Linked DNA regions of Mus musculus: all the other regions are linked to region 1. Evidence: chromatin contacts called from public HiChIP or PLAC-seq data. All regions are on one chromosome and are shown on one strand. The core of a region is the stretch at or near the end of the contact, and the rest is flanking DNA. Distances in the headings are between cores, read along the strand shown. Region 1 overlaps Trak1 (trafficking protein, kinesin binding 1). Region 2 overlaps Gm39458 (a long non-coding RNA gene). Region 3 holds the start of Pomgnt2 (protein O-linked mannose beta 1,4-N-acetylglucosaminyltransferase 2). Region 4 has its middle 74 kb from the start of Gm39459.

What was found. HiChIP or PLAC-seq counts read pairs in DNA pulled down with a chosen protein or histone mark.
Region 2: a contact with region 1 is called in an H3K27ac HiChIP or PLAC-seq map of embryonic stem cells, with 3 times the contacts expected there. The contact joins two enhancer-like sites. A contact is called at or near these places in 1 of 484 Hi-C or Micro-C datasets (embryonic stem cells) and 5 of 115 datasets of contacts at active chromatin or transcription factors (astrocytes, bone marrow-derived macrophages, embryonic stem cells and 1 more).
Region 3: a FOXA1 HiChIP or PLAC-seq map of pancreatic cancer cells shows a contact between it and region 1. The contact joins the promoter of Pomgnt2 here to the enhancer-like site in region 1. A contact is called at or near these places in 1 of 39 promoter capture datasets (pre-B cells), 1 of 484 Hi-C or Micro-C datasets (embryonic stem cells) and 1 of 115 datasets of contacts at active chromatin or transcription factors (pancreatic cancer cells).
Region 4: a contact with region 1 is called in an H3K27ac HiChIP or PLAC-seq map of embryonic stem cells, with 2.5 times the contacts expected there. The contact joins two enhancer-like sites. A contact is called at or near these places in 2 of 115 datasets of contacts at active chromatin or transcription factors (embryonic stem cells and pancreatic cancer cells) and 1 of 9 other capture datasets (adipose tissue).

Annotation. Positions count from the first base shown.
Region 1 is chr9:121,370,074-121,373,561 of GRCm38.p6, forward strand. All of the region lies in intron 1 of Trak1 (trafficking protein, kinesin binding 1), which reads left to right. Among named protein-coding and RNA genes, the nearest start is that of Trak1, 4.9 kb to the left of the region's middle. Within about 2 kb of position 1,613, at least 326 of the 459 cell types and tissues checked have an H3K27ac peak or open chromatin away from gene starts, as enhancers often do. A contact at or near this core is called in embryonic stem cells, pancreatic cancer cells and pre-B cells, where this site is marked.
Region 2 is chr9:120,678,251-120,681,738 of GRCm38.p6, forward strand. It overlaps Gm39458 (a long non-coding RNA gene), which reads left to right. Exons shown (of 3, transcript XR_871370.1): 2 at 2,199-2,300. Among named protein-coding and RNA genes, the nearest start is that of Gm39458, 4.6 kb to the left of the region's middle. Within about 2 kb of position 1,786, at least 45 of the 459 cell types and tissues checked have an H3K27ac peak or open chromatin away from gene starts, as enhancers often do. A contact at or near this core is called in embryonic stem cells, where this site is marked.
Region 3 is chr9:121,994,489-121,997,976 of GRCm38.p6, forward strand. Pomgnt2 (protein O-linked mannose beta 1,4-N-acetylglucosaminyltransferase 2) reads right to left here and starts at 1,538. Exons shown (of 2, transcript NM_153540.4): 1 at 1,388-1,538. Gm39463 (a long non-coding RNA gene) reads left to right here and starts at 1,498. Exons shown (of 2, transcript XR_871388.3): 1 at 1,498-1,958.
Region 4 is chr9:120,758,365-120,761,852 of GRCm38.p6, forward strand. No RefSeq gene overlaps it. Among named protein-coding and RNA genes, the nearest start is that of Gm39459, 74 kb to the right of the region's middle. Within about 2 kb of position 1,792, at least 66 of the 459 cell types and tissues checked have an H3K27ac peak or open chromatin away from gene starts, as enhancers often do. A contact at or near this core is called in embryonic stem cells, where this site is marked.

The DNA of each region.
Region 1 (3,488 bases), core at 363-2,862:
AAGTGAAGATATCGATTCCTGCGGAGCAGGCTTCAGTCTGGGAGGTCTGTCTATGGGTTTGCTTTTTATCCACCATCCGAGCTTTCTGCACCGAGACCCACAGGAAAAGTCATGTTGCGTAGTGACTTATGCATCCCAGGACCACCCTCGCCAGTCCCTGGCACTTCCTGGGACCTGTTCTGTCCTAGGTAAGGAGCGAGAGCCGGGATTCACCAGGCTGTTCCTCACTTCCTTGTGGCTGAAAACATTCGGTCTTTCTGCTGCATTCTTGCCTGTCTTCACAGAAATGTACACCCACTGCTTCCGCTAGAGCCAATCCCACTTTCTGAAGCTCTCCGTGAGGCGCCTCACGTAAAAAAGTGTGCAGCAGAAAAAGTGGAGTGAGTTCCTACTGCCGCAGAGTGACCCGTTAGTCCAGTGGTCCTCAACCTGTGGGTCTCCACCCCTTTGGCAACCCTCTATCTCCAAAAAATGTTTACACTACGATTCATAACAATAGCAAAGTTGTAGTTATGAAGTAGCAATGAAAATAATTTTGTGGGTGGAAGGTCATGACAACGGGAGGAACTGTGTTAAAGGAGCAGCATCAGGAAGGCTGAGAACCCCTGCTTTAGCTCTCCTCTCCGCAAGATGTCTCAGTGCACACTCTCCTTGTAATCATCTGTGTTACTTTGTAGCCTGTGTCAGTAAGTTACTTGTTGTCTCCCTAGCCACCAACTACGTCATTAATTCCCTCTCCATAGACTGCTGTGTGGGCTGCTAAGCTTTGCAGATCTGTTCTCCAGGATTGGGAAGATCTGTGCGTCCACCCAGCAATGTCTCTAATGTCTGAGAGGGATTGCCTGGAGTCGGACCTGAGTTTTGGTGGACTTTGATGGAGGTGTTGTATGAACATGTATTGTTCACATTATTATCAGTTCTGCCTGTAGCTCACACAGTGGGTTGCTTCCGTTTTTTCATGAAATACCTTTAAAGTCCCCTTCCTTTCTTTACCTCGTGTAAGACTGCTGAAGGGATTAAGCAAGGGCATACATAAGGCGCAGAATCCTTAGTAAGGCTTAGTATGCAGTCAGCGCTCACTTAGCTTCTTTATCGTTCCTGCCTCATGATTAACCAGTTCACTCTGTCGCCTGCTACAGCCTTTTGTCTAATTTGTCTGCCTGCCTCTTGTGTTTCTGTCATTTGTCTGCCTGTCCATTTGTCTGACTGGCTTGGAGAAAAACCCTGGTGGCTGCTGCTGGTCTGGAGGGAAGCCGAGGGAGGTAGAGGGAAGGAAGGGGCCTGGCTGGCAGAGCAGTTAAGACAGGTAGCCCTGCAGCCAGCCTCCATTTACAGACCCTTTCTCAGTTCCTGTCCCCCATGGTGACACCAGCCCCAGATCCCTCAACCAACTGCTTTGAATTCTCACTTGCAGATGTGTCTGGCCTTTGTCCTTCGTCAGCACACCTGTGACACTGAGAAATGTGTTAACCCCCACCCAACAGCTCGGTCCGTTTCACTTGCTGAGCTACACTGCTCTTTCCAGAGGCTGCCGCTCTTCCTATGAGCCCTGCTGGGAGCAGCTGCGCTGGCGGCGGTTCCCAGAGAGGCTGGGCGGGGCCGGGGCGGGGCTGGGCCCGGGGCCTGGGCGGGGCCGGGGCGGGGCTGGACAGAAGCTTCCTGAGCTGTTCTGGGAGCAGGATTTCCCCAGAGCGGCTCCCTCCCTTCCCTTCCCCCTCTCCCTTCTGTTCTCCTTGGCGTCCATCGGGTAAACTCTGGCAAACTCTTCTGGGTAGCCCCGCCTTTTAAAGGAGTATATGGACTGATCTTTCTTCACAGTGATTTTTAAGGGTTCTGTGAGCTCTTTATCTGATGTATGCGTGGACACCGGCTGACTGTCCTTCTGGGTTCTGGGTCCGTCCTGCATTATCTCAGCTCCTGCTGGGGCAGGCGTAGTCTGCGTTCCCAAGGGAGGGGCTGCACAGCTTTGTGATGAGCTTGGATCTAGAGCTTAAGGCTGGCTAGTCTGGACTGTTCATAGTGGTGGCTGTGGCCCTCCCATCCGCCCTAGGCCGGTGTCTACTTACCAGCCTGTTCCCCATCTCTAAAGCTGTCATGATGGTGACATCCTTGGGGTTCCCTTGGCATCTGTTAAGTGCCTGTCACTGTGCTGATGTGTAAAGTTGTGATGTGTCCTGTGATCAACGGTAGTGAAGGTTTCCTGTCTGGCCCAGCTCAGCACCCAGCCTCTGCGGCTCACTGCGCTTCACTGACTGTTGGTCAAAAAGCTCAGCAGGGATGGAGGGACAGAGCCTCCTTACCACAGGTGCCAGATGCTCTTTACATAAACGCAGCAGTGACCACCCCACCGGCCTTCTTATTTTTTTTGGCCCTGAGACTTCACAGACGGCTCAAACAGATGGGGTTGCAGGGCTGGCAGGGCTGTGAGCTATCACCCTGAGAGTGGCAGCAGCCGGCCCCCCCCCCCCCCCCCCCCGCACTGTTTACAGAGGGACCCTGGGCAGCTCCTGTTTCCAGCTCTTCTCTCTCCCTGCTCTTCCCCACCACCCCCAAGCTCCCCCTTCCCTCCCCTCCTTCCTGTCTCTGTTCCTCCTCCTCCTCCCCTCCTCCTTCCATCTACCCCATCTCCTCCTCCTCCTCCTCCTCCTCCTCTTCCTCCTCCTCCTCGGTCTCCTTTAGAAAAATGAGTGCAGGCCACAGCATCCCAGGACTCAGCCCCATTTTCAAGGAAGTCTGGGGACACTTGAGTTCATTCACTGAGAACTGCTCTCAGTTCTGTTTGTTGTTGTTGTTACTATTATTATTGTTGTTGTTATTATTGTCAATTTGACACAAACTGGAGTCATGTGGGGAGAAGAGTTGAGACTCCATCAGATTTTCCTGTGGACAACTCTGTGGGCATTTGCATGATTAATGATTGCAGAGGGAGGGCCTAGCCCATGACTGTGGTGTCGCCCCTGGACAGGTGATTCTGGATTGTGTAAGAAAGCAAACTGTGGGTTTATCTGCTCTTCTAGAGGATGTGGGTTCAACTCCAAGCACCACACATGGCAGCGAACAGTGGTCTCAAACTCCAGTTCTAGGGTATCTGACACCCACTTCTGTCCTCTGTGGGCGTAGAACCCTACACATAAACTAAAAACAGAAGAGAAAAGAAAGCAATCTGAACAAGCCGTGGCCAGCGAGCCAGGAGCAGTGCCCCCCCCGCAGCCTCTGTTTCATCTCCCGCCTCCAGGTTCCCGCTGTCAGTTCCCTTTGTGATGGCCAGTGCCGCGCCTGCACCATGCCTGCACCATGGACTGAAGCCATGCAAAGCCTCCCCTCCTGCAAGCCGCCTTTGGTCAGAGTTCTATCACAGCAGCTGGGGAAACAAATTAAAACCGGTTTTCCACAGACTTTTGGTTTTCGCCCAGTGAGAGCTCTGCGGATACCTTAGGGTGAATTCGACCCCAGGACCCATTGCAAACTGAGGCTGAGCAGGCTGTCTG
Region 2 (3,488 bases), core at 536-3,035, 690 kb before region 1:
GCAAGAGTCTCAGACTATCTGAAGACTTCATTTAGACTTCTTTTGCTAAACACCATTTTGATCGCCCCGTTTGCTCATTAATAATCTTGTGGGTTTCTGTTTTCTCTCATTTTGTCCTGCTAAACTGGTCAGTATATTCTATATGATTGTATTTAACTGGTCAGAGTACAGTCTATACTATTGTTTTTCTTTTCTTTTTTTTCTCCCAAAGGACCGGCTTTTAAAGGTACTTATCAGTTCTACCGAGTGCCTGCTGTCTAATTAATTAACTTCTGCTTTTTATCACCGTAGGTTTCTTCTATTTGATGTTGTTTATTGAACTTACTGAATGGAACTGGGAACTCACTCATTTCTGTTCTGTTTATTAATAGCATAATGCAAGGATACCGATGTCTTATTTGGTTTTAAAAGCTTTGGGGCCCATTCCACAAAAATTATATTATATAATTATTTATTTTCCTAACTGAAATTTGGATTTTTCTCTTTGACCCAGAGTTCTATAATATTTTATGATATTTATTTATTTATTTATTTATTTATTTGCTTGGCTATTTTTTAGAGAGGGTCTCACTCTATAGGCCTGGCTGTGCCAGAACTCTCTGTGTAGACCAGGCTGGCCTTTAACTCACTGAGATCTATCTGCCTCTGCCTCATGATTGCTGAGATTAACCATGCGCATCACCACACCCTGCTAGTTATATAGTATTTACATTTTTTTTCTGTGTGTTATAGTGAAATATAAGCTAGCCAGGGCTATATAATGAGGCTCTGTCTAAAAATAAATAAACTGTTTTTCAAAGAATATCAGTAAGAAAGTAAAAACAAGAACCAGGCATGGTGGCACAAACATCTAATCCCAGGAGGCAGAATTCAAGGCCAGCCTTGTCTTCATTATTAGCCACAGGAAAGCCAGAGTTACAGAGTCAGAACCTGCCTCATTCATAAAGACAAACAAACAAATAAGGGAATGTAAAATGAGGAAAAAAAATCTTTAAACATCACTCATTGTATGTAAATATCATATAAAAAGAGTTCTTATGGTTTAATAATAAAAGACAAGCCAACTTAAAAATGGTCAAGGAAGCTGGGTACGGTGGCTCACGCCAGTAATCTCAGCACTTGGGAGACTAAGGAAGGAGGAATCAGAATGTGAGGCCAACCTAGAGGACACAGTAAGTCTGAGACCAGCCGGGGCTCCATAATGAGAGCATGTCTCAAAACAAAGACAAAAATCAAAAGGGCACAGTAGCAGCAACAACAACAGACAGACCTTGATAGATATTGCTGTAACAAAGCAGACGTGGGAAGACGTTAGTCCTCATTGTTAGTCCAGGAAATGAAAAGGCACTGGGGCAGCTGCAAAGGGAAACAAACCCGAAGTAACAACAAAGGTGCATGCGCAAGGACTTTGCAGAAGTAGAAGGAGCTTTCAGTGCTGGCTGGAAGGAACAAAGTTAAAACCTGCTGGATAACTCTGTAGCTGCCAGCTGCCAGCTGCCACGGTTACTGGGTTCCTGAAAGGAAAGATGGGGTTGGATGGGAAAGGCATCGAGAGAAATAACAGGCCAAGTCAAAGTTCTCTGATCAAGGCCCAAGGTCTTCTCCTTATGAGTCTGAGCTTATAAAGGGGAGGGGGGGGGAGGGCGGAGGGCGGACGACCCATCCCCCACCATGCCAGGATTTCCAGGTCACACGGTCAGGATCTGTCAGCTGCTCAGAAGGTAGCTTCTAGCAGGAAGCTGCAGATGTGGCAGACAAAAGACTTTACCTAGTTCGGAAGACTCCACCCTCCACGAGCTAGCTACGCGGCAAACCTGGTCTGAACCAGCCTGCTCAAGGCTGTGGGGAGGGCACTGTAACTCAACCCCTCTTTGCCTTAAAAGGTTAAATACAATGTTGCCCTCTGATAGGAAGTTCCACTCCTGGTATACACACAAGACAAAGAAAAGTGAGTCCACATTAAAAAAAAAAAAAAAGTCCAACTGCAGAACTCAGCGTTATCTGTCAACATCTGTGCTTTTCTAGGTCAGTCCCAGGTCCTGAATAAAGATGCAGAGGTTTATTTAGTTATGAATTAACGCTTAGGCCTTCAGTTAGGCTCATTCCCCAACTAACTAATAACTCAAGTAACTATTCTATGTCTGCCATGTGGCTGGTTACCCCGCCTCAATTTCATATGTCCACTTTCCTCCGTCTAGGTGACGAATCCCTAAGACCCGACTCTGCCAGAATTCCTGTCTCTTCCTGGAAGTCCTGCCACTTCTCTACTCCCTCGCTGTAGGCCTTTTAGCTCTTCATGGGTAGGTGATGCTTTTACACGGTGCACAAGAGATGATCTCAACAATTATTCTTGACAGACAGTACAGGTGCCCACAAACTGACGAATGACAAGCAGTATAGCTATAACACGTACTACTTATTAATGACAAGCAGTATATCTGTAACACAGAAGAAAAGCAGGGGCCGAGGCAACTGTGAGCCACCTGACCCAAGAGCTCTGAGCAGAGCTGAACTCTGGCCCTTTGAGAGAACAGTAAGCACTCTTACCAAGGCTCCATCCCTCAGACCTTGCTTTTCTTCTGAGATGATAAAAGTGCTCTAAAATTAGATTATGGCAGCTGGACATGGTGGCGCATGCCTTTAATCCCAGCACTCGGGAGGCAGAGGTAGGCAGATTTCTGAGTTCGAGGCCAGCCTGGTCTACAAAGTGAGTTACAGGACAGCCAGGGCTACACAGAGAAACCCTGTCTCAAAAAAAAAAAAAAAAAAAAAAAAAAAAGAAAAGAAATTAGATTATGGCGATGGACACAACGCTGTGAGTGTAAAACCGGAAGTGTGTACTTTAAACAGATCAATTTTATGGTATGTAAATTATTTGTCTATGGAACTGTTTAAATAAAACCACCATACAAGGCCCCAGGGCTAATCCATAAAGATGTAAAGGCAGACTACAGTGCAGATGCTCACTGAGATACTGGGCTTACCTCGCTCACTCCAGCCTCCTGACTTGCCCAGTACAATAGATAGAGTCTAGGGGCTGTGAACCGTGAGTGGTGGTTGAAGATGCCACGCAGGGGGAAAGGCTGCTGCACGCACACAGAGAAAGTGTCGATTTGACACTAACTGTAGAGTCTCCTTCAGCCCGTTTTAGAGAACACCAGACAGATTTTGTATTTTGATCCTAATCTTTACTCCCACTGTCAAAATCAAGACTCTTCCTGCTGACCCTGCCGGGAAACCAGGAGAGTGAGCCGCAGGACAAGGTCCTCTGTAGCCACACTATGTGGAAGGGCCTCGGGCTGAATTGCTTGGACCCTGTGACCTAAGACATTTCTCACCCCACCCCCACCCTGTCGTGGTGAGGGTTTTGAGAGAAAGCTTTTCTTCTAATTGCCCATTTGTGCCTAATTGGCATGCACTCTCCTTAATTGAGTTTGCTTAGCATCCTGACACTCTGACGTAAATATTGGTGATGTTTTCTGCATCCT
Region 3 (3,488 bases), core at 288-2,787, 620 kb after region 1:
ATTTCTGAAAGCAAGAACTTGCCAGCCAGAAGTCCAAGGTTGGTTAGAAGCATGTCGTCAGCTTGGGCTGATGTCACAGGCCTGCTGTCCCAGCTACTGGGGAGGATGAAGCAGGAAGATCATAGCTTAGGTGTGTCTAGGACTTACTGAGACCGTGAATCAAAGCAAAGAGTAGAGAGTGAACGGGTGTAGCAGAATGTTTGCTCAGCACGCAGGAGGCTTTGGATTCATCCTTAGCAAACAAACCAACCCTGACGGCCCTGACAGTCCAGCACACCAGGATGATGCTCCACCAGGGTGAATCCACTCACCAGCTCCCTCCCTTTCCAAGGCCCCCAGGGGCTCTCAGCTCTCACCTCTGAGGATAAAGTATCCAGTTCTCTTCTAACTCTGTCACCACTTGGAACTCGGATCCTTCATGTGAAAGGGCCGGCTGATCCTAAAAGCCTGAGAGCAGCTAGTCTGTGGAAAAGACAGGACCCGGAACCAGAACTCCAACCTTGTCTATAGAGTTGGTGGTCGTGCATGCTAACATTTGATGTGTTCAGAACCCAGACAGAAAGCTTTGCCAGCATTACCTCATGGAAGCCTCACAGCAATTCTTCAAAGAAGGTCTTTTTTCACTCTGTCTTACAGAGGATGAAGGAAGGGACCAGAGAAAGTGAATGAGTTACTTATGGGGACATGGCCGGTAAAGGAGCCAAGATTTTCCCAGTGCCTGGAACAGTCCACACATGGTAAATGAATTGTGCTAATATTCACATGTCCCATAAGCCTAAAACCATCTACACCAACAGGCTCGGGGCTGGTTGGCATAAGGTCAGAGGATACTGGCTGCTCACAACCTGCAGCGTGATTCTGGTGGAAGGTCCCAAACTTTTACCCCGGATTCCCACTAACGATGAGAAAACGGGTTCCTATAGGCAAGTCCATCAGGGTCGTCCGTCAGTAGCCGCCCCCACCCCCACCCCCCCGCCATTGTCAAGCAGACAAACTCCTAACTCCGACTGTCCGTCCATCCGGGTGGTTCTCTACGGAGCCCCAACTGCCTAAAGGTCAGCAACAGGCCGACCCAGGCACCGCTTCAAACGCAGCTGGCGCAGCCCAGGCCCCCACTGCTCATCTCTCCTTGCTCCACGCCACCTGTGCCAAATGTGCACCATTCTTTCCCAGGCACGAGCATGTGCGTCCCCGCGGTCAGAGGCAGTGAAGGCTCCAGCCGAACGGTCCAGTGCGCCATCGGGGGCCGGGCGGTTCAGGCCCACCCCTCCCACCTCGGCGCCTGCTGCAGGCGGCGTCTACCGCCCTGGGTCCGGCAAGCCCGCCGGCCTCCCCTGCAGTCCAGGGTCGGGCACCAAGCCCGGCCCGGCCCGGCCTAGCGCCTCACCTGAAGCCGGGCTCTGTGCCCCGTCCGCTCCGAGCCCGGGGCCCAGCTGCGCCACAGATGCCCGCGCTGCCCACCTGCCGACAGGGTGTCGCAGGTGTTCCTAGTGTGCTTGCCCTGCTGGCGAGCTCAAACTCCGGAACCCGGGCGCGTGCGCGGGCCTTGGGACCCGCCTCTCGGACCTCGGCCAGGATCACCTCTTCGGCTCACAGAATCCTGGGAATTGTAGTTTTCAAGCGAGCAGCATGCACGAGCCTGGGAAGACCAGAAGCTCTTCTTGGTGTTCTGTTTACCCAATTATGAGAGTTCTGATGATAAACTTAAATACAAGATACAGAAATCTTCATATGTAATCTGTTAGAGAAAAAATAATCCATACCTTGACATGCTTTTAAGACTCATAAAGAGACTATTGATGGCTCAGCAGTTAAAGTATTCACTGTAGATGAGCACAAAGACTGAACAGAGCTGTTCATGGTCATTACTGAAGGCTTCTGTGCTCAGTTAACTTCGGATCGTCTCCCCTCAAACCTGAGCCAATGGATCGCTCCTCCCTTACCAGGCTTCTTGTCAGGTATGTTATGTCTCTTTTATACTTTTTCTGGGAACTGCCATTTGGCTTTACAACCAAACTGATGGGGTGTTATCATGAGTGGGTGTCAGATGACAGTGTTGGAGCTCGGACTTGACATCAGGTGAATCTGACCAAAACGGCTGGATTTCTCACTTGGGAAATGGACATTGTGACACTTCTGACACGATGACCCAAATGTCATGTGGAACCTTGTCCTTTTGAGAACTGGGCTGGGGGTGGGGGTATATATTAAGGGACCCTCCTCACTCCTCCCCTCCCCCACCCCCACCCAACTGGCCCGGTTGGCCACAAAGCCTTCCCAGAACCTCAGACCTCAGTGGGCTTCACTCTCATGGTTGTTATTACAAACTCATCTAAAGTAGTCTCTGTCTCTCTGTCTGTCTCTCTCTGTCTGTCTCTCTGTCTCTCTCTGTCTGTCTCTCTGTCTGTCTGTCTGTCTGTCTGTCTCTCTCTCTCTCTCTCACACACACACACACATACACATACCTGTGAGAAGATCAAACAGAGTGCACTGAAGAACTGACACAGAGAGTCGGAACAATGCCACTGGCCACAAGGCAGATCATTTCTGGATTGGGCACCATTTGCCTGTACCATGAAGAAGGCCCTGTGGCTTCCTGCTTCCCCCAGCCCCTACCTGTGCTGCCTGGATTCTTCCTCTTTTCCTACCTCCCCCCATTTGGCTTTTGGTGTTTTAAAAAGCAACAATCTCTTTCTTGGCCTCAAGGGTTGCACTAGTCTGTGGAAGCTCCACATAACTGGCCCCCTGGCCCTTCAGGCCTCAACCTTTGTCCTATCTCAGAGGGTTCTTAGTTTCAGGCAATGTGTCTACCCTGGCTGGCTTGAGCAGAACAATGTGTGTGAAGGAACATTTAGTGACATGTGGGCTCATTAAGATGAGGAGGAACAGACTCTGCATCTAGGGTCTGCTCTGATGACAGTGTCCAAGCCATGTCCAAGAACTATGCCATGCTATCTGGAGATAAGGAGGTCAGCTTCCTCTGACACCATTCCCCATGCATAAGCCATCTCACAGAGTGCTCTTCCTTCATCTGAGTCACAGTGTGCACGTGCTTGGCAGAGCCTGTGTCTCAGAGAGACTCCTGTCTGTAAGGAGCCCTGAAAACTGAGTCCATGGCTCTTCATCTCCAAGGGGGCTCTGGGTGAGAGTAGAGCTATCCAGCCTGCTGCAGCTACTCACCAAGCAGATCACACCTCCAAAAGGCTCTTCCCTTCATAAAGGGGATTTTGTTGACAGGTTTGATACATGGCAGGTAGAATAAGCCTTTGGGGCAGTGTACTTGTTAGCCTGTGGGGAGGACCTGTCAAAATTAGGGAGTACTTCCAAATAAAGATGTTTCAGAGGCAAGAGAAAGAAAGGAGGGAAGGAGAGAGGGAGGGAGAACTGCTTTCTCTGGTCTATTGTTTTCAAATGGCTTTGACATTGACTGGCATCTACTTGTTGAAATTATTGAGCAAGCACCTGTACCCACTGAGCCACTCAGTCCT
Region 4 (3,488 bases), core at 542-3,041, 610 kb before region 1:
AATAGTTCTCTAAAGATAGGACGTTCTGAAAATAAAGCTTAAAGCTTACTAACAATTTGCTATTTCAAACTCTGGTCAGATGTTAAGTGTTCAAAATAGGTGTGAGGTAGTCACACATTCATACACATAAGCTCGGTGTTTCTGTAAGTCAGATGCATCTCTTGCAAACAATTAAAAAAAACCCACTCTTTACAGGTCATTTAGTAAAGACCTTTTGCACAGGGGTGTGTGTGTGTGTGTGTGTGCTCACTCACACATGTGGAGATCAGAGGTTGACTTTAGGATGTCTTCCTTAAAATCACCTCTTCATCTTATTGTGTATTTTTATACTTTGAAAATTTTGTAGATGCAAACAATGCAGCTTAATTGTATCTGCCTCCTATTATCTCCTATCAGCTCCTCACAGCCCAACAGCCTACTGTACCTCCTTTCCAGTTTCAAGTTATCTTTTTGTTTTTTTACTGATCCACTGAGTCTACTCAGTGGTGTGCACCCGTGCATGGCTGGGGGCTATCCACTAGTAGCCAACAGTTAAAAAGCAGTGACCCTTCCTGTTACTGCAGACACCAACTGCCTATAGCCCCTCAGGGGCCTTGCCTTCTGACTCCATGCAGAAGTTTAACTGGCTTGATCTTGTGCAGGCCTTGGACAGGTAACAACATGAAACAGGGTCTCTCTCCGAACCTGAGATTGCCTTTTCAGTTAGACTGGCAAGCCAGAGAGCTCCAGGAACCCTCTGTCTCTGCCCTCCCAACCTGTTCTCCATAATGCTAAGCTTCCAGGTATATGTTCCCTAGGCTATATGGGATCTAAGAACCCAGGTAATCATGCTTGCTCAGTGACGATGCCATCTCCCTGGTCCCCAGGAAAAGGTCTTTCCTGTGTGGTAGAAACAGCATGGATTTTGGGATCATGTGAACCTTGGTTTAAATTCTAGTTTTGTGACCCTCCAGCACATGAACTTGGGTGAGAATGTTACTTTTGAATCTCTGCCTCATCCCCAAATGTATCTCTGTCACTTCATAAAACATCATGAAAATCTGGCTCTTACTGGAGGTCACCATATTCGGCCTTGATGCAACCATTTTGTTTAGATCCACCATTTTGAAAATGGTGGTCAATTAAATTCTCTCCACGCCTATGTCTGTGGAAAAAGCAATTGGATTTGGTTTTATTCATTTTGATGAGGCCTCAGAGCAATATTCTGGAAGTCCCCCAAGTAGCATGGACCATATCTTTTCCGTTCAGGAAAAAGATGGTATCCAAAGCTACACATTTAATCTACCTCTGCCTCATTGATGGATACCACCTATTGTGTACTTGAAATGAAGGGAAGGTTTTTTGCAAACACAGAGAGACTGGCAGACAGCTTACAGGATAAATCAGCTTGGATGGAACCAGAGGATTTCTGCTGCGGAGGCAACAGGCGATGGCAGTCTGCGTTGGTGCCCAGCCCAGAAAGTGGGGCTGAGACATAGCCCCATGTGCTCAGTTCCAAAGTGTTTGTCGCTCAGCACTGTGGGCACACTTCCTGCTGGCCAGCCCAGGAGAGACAGCTGCTCAAGGCCGCACACCAGGGGAACTTGTTTAGGAGGGATTTAGATGACAAAAGGAAGGCTGCCTCCAGGGTAGGGAGGAATAGGCACAGCTGCTGCTTAGTGTGGAGTCCCAGACAATAAAAGGGACAGGAGAACAGACAGATCACCTTCACTGGGTGACAGGCCTCTGGGTGGGGTTTCTGCACCCTGCCCCCACCCTAGGCTCCCAGCCAAAGAGGAAGAATAATGAGAAAGCACTCCTACCACACACAGCAGCCAGGCAAGATTCTCTTCCCCAAGGAAAAAGCAGGGGGACACATGCAGTTAAGGTCAGGGTCCTTGCAATCTGGTCATTCGGTCACGTCCTGTCTGAGCCACTTTCTAGGTGTGTGAGCATGAATAGGTAGTTTGCTTTTGTCAGCTTGACACAAACCTAGACACTTCTGGGGTGAAGGAATCTCTATTGAGGAAGTGCCTCTATCAGCTTGACCTGTGAACACGTCTGTTTGGCATTTTCTTGGTCACTAGTTGGTGTAGGTGGGCCTAGCCCACCATGGGTGGAACAATCCCTAGTCTGTTCCCTCGCAGCTTCTGCTTCAGTTCCTGCTTCCGGCTTCCTGCCTTGGCTTCCCTGGATGATGGAAGTTGTAAGGCAAATAAACCCCTTCCTCCCAAGAGGCTTTTTGTTTGTTTGTTTGTTTGTTTGTTTGTTTGTTTTTTCGAGACAGGGTTTCTCTGTATAGCCCTGGCTGTCCTGGAACTCACTTTGTAGACCAGGCTGGCCTCGAACTCAGAAATCCGCCTGCCTCTGCCTCCCGAGTACTGGGATTAAAGGCGTGCGCCACCACGCCAGGCTTCTTCTACTTCTTCTTTTTTTTTTTTTTTTAAATCAGAGCAGCAGAGAAGAAACTCAGACGGCTGAGTTATGTATCGTAGTTACTTTTACAGGGGATGATATACAAGTCGCCAACAATTAGCCAGTGGTGGAAGGGTTTATTCAGGTTCGTGGTTCCCAGAGTCCTGGGAAACCAGGTGATCATCTACCTCATCTGCTGTTTGGGGAATTGTATTTTATAACTGATCGTCACTAAAACTCAAAATACACAAATAGCACATTGTTAGGAACATGCACCTGTGTTTTGAAAACACAGAGTGGGATCTGATTTCGCAAGGACAACGAACACACAACCTGGTGTCATTCACAGTAAAATTTAAACAACAAGATTTATTGAAATAAGTTCTTAGGATTTTATTTTTCAGTATTATGTACATTTTAATCTAGATTTTACTTAAAAACAAAAATGTCTGATTTTAGGAGTGGTTATTACTGTTTCATGAGTAAGAACTGCCATGATAGGCTACTGAGCCACATTTTTCTTAAATATTTAATTTAAACTGAGGCTGTTTATAGATGATTATACAAGGCAACAAGACAGATGGAAGTTTGTCATTAAAAAATGATGGCATTTACGATGACATCATTGGATACTTAAAATTTTAATGCCACATGTTACAGTGATATCTAATAAAAGAGAAAACTACAGTAATCTGCTCAGATCAGCCATTGCATAAATGTGTGTATTAATTGCTTTGTTTTTGCCTTACTGAATCAAAGCCCTCATTTTATTAAGAGAAAAAGTAAAAAATATTAATATGAATTGTATTTGATAAAAACAACACTGATAGAAGCATCTTAAAACTTAAAAAAAGAATCAACTTTATGGGAGGGAAGAGACATGGTGGTGGAGGAGCATCCTCTCAGAGATGGGGGGGTAGGAAGAATGGGATGAAGAACTGTGGGAAGGAGGACTGGGAGTGGGAGTTGGACTGTAAATTAAAAGAAAGAGAGAGAGGCCTAGATTCAGGCATGGTGGGATATGCCAGGGAGAGAGGGGGAGAGAGGGAGAGAGAGAGAGAGAGAGAGAGAGAGAGAGAGAGAGAGAGAGAGAG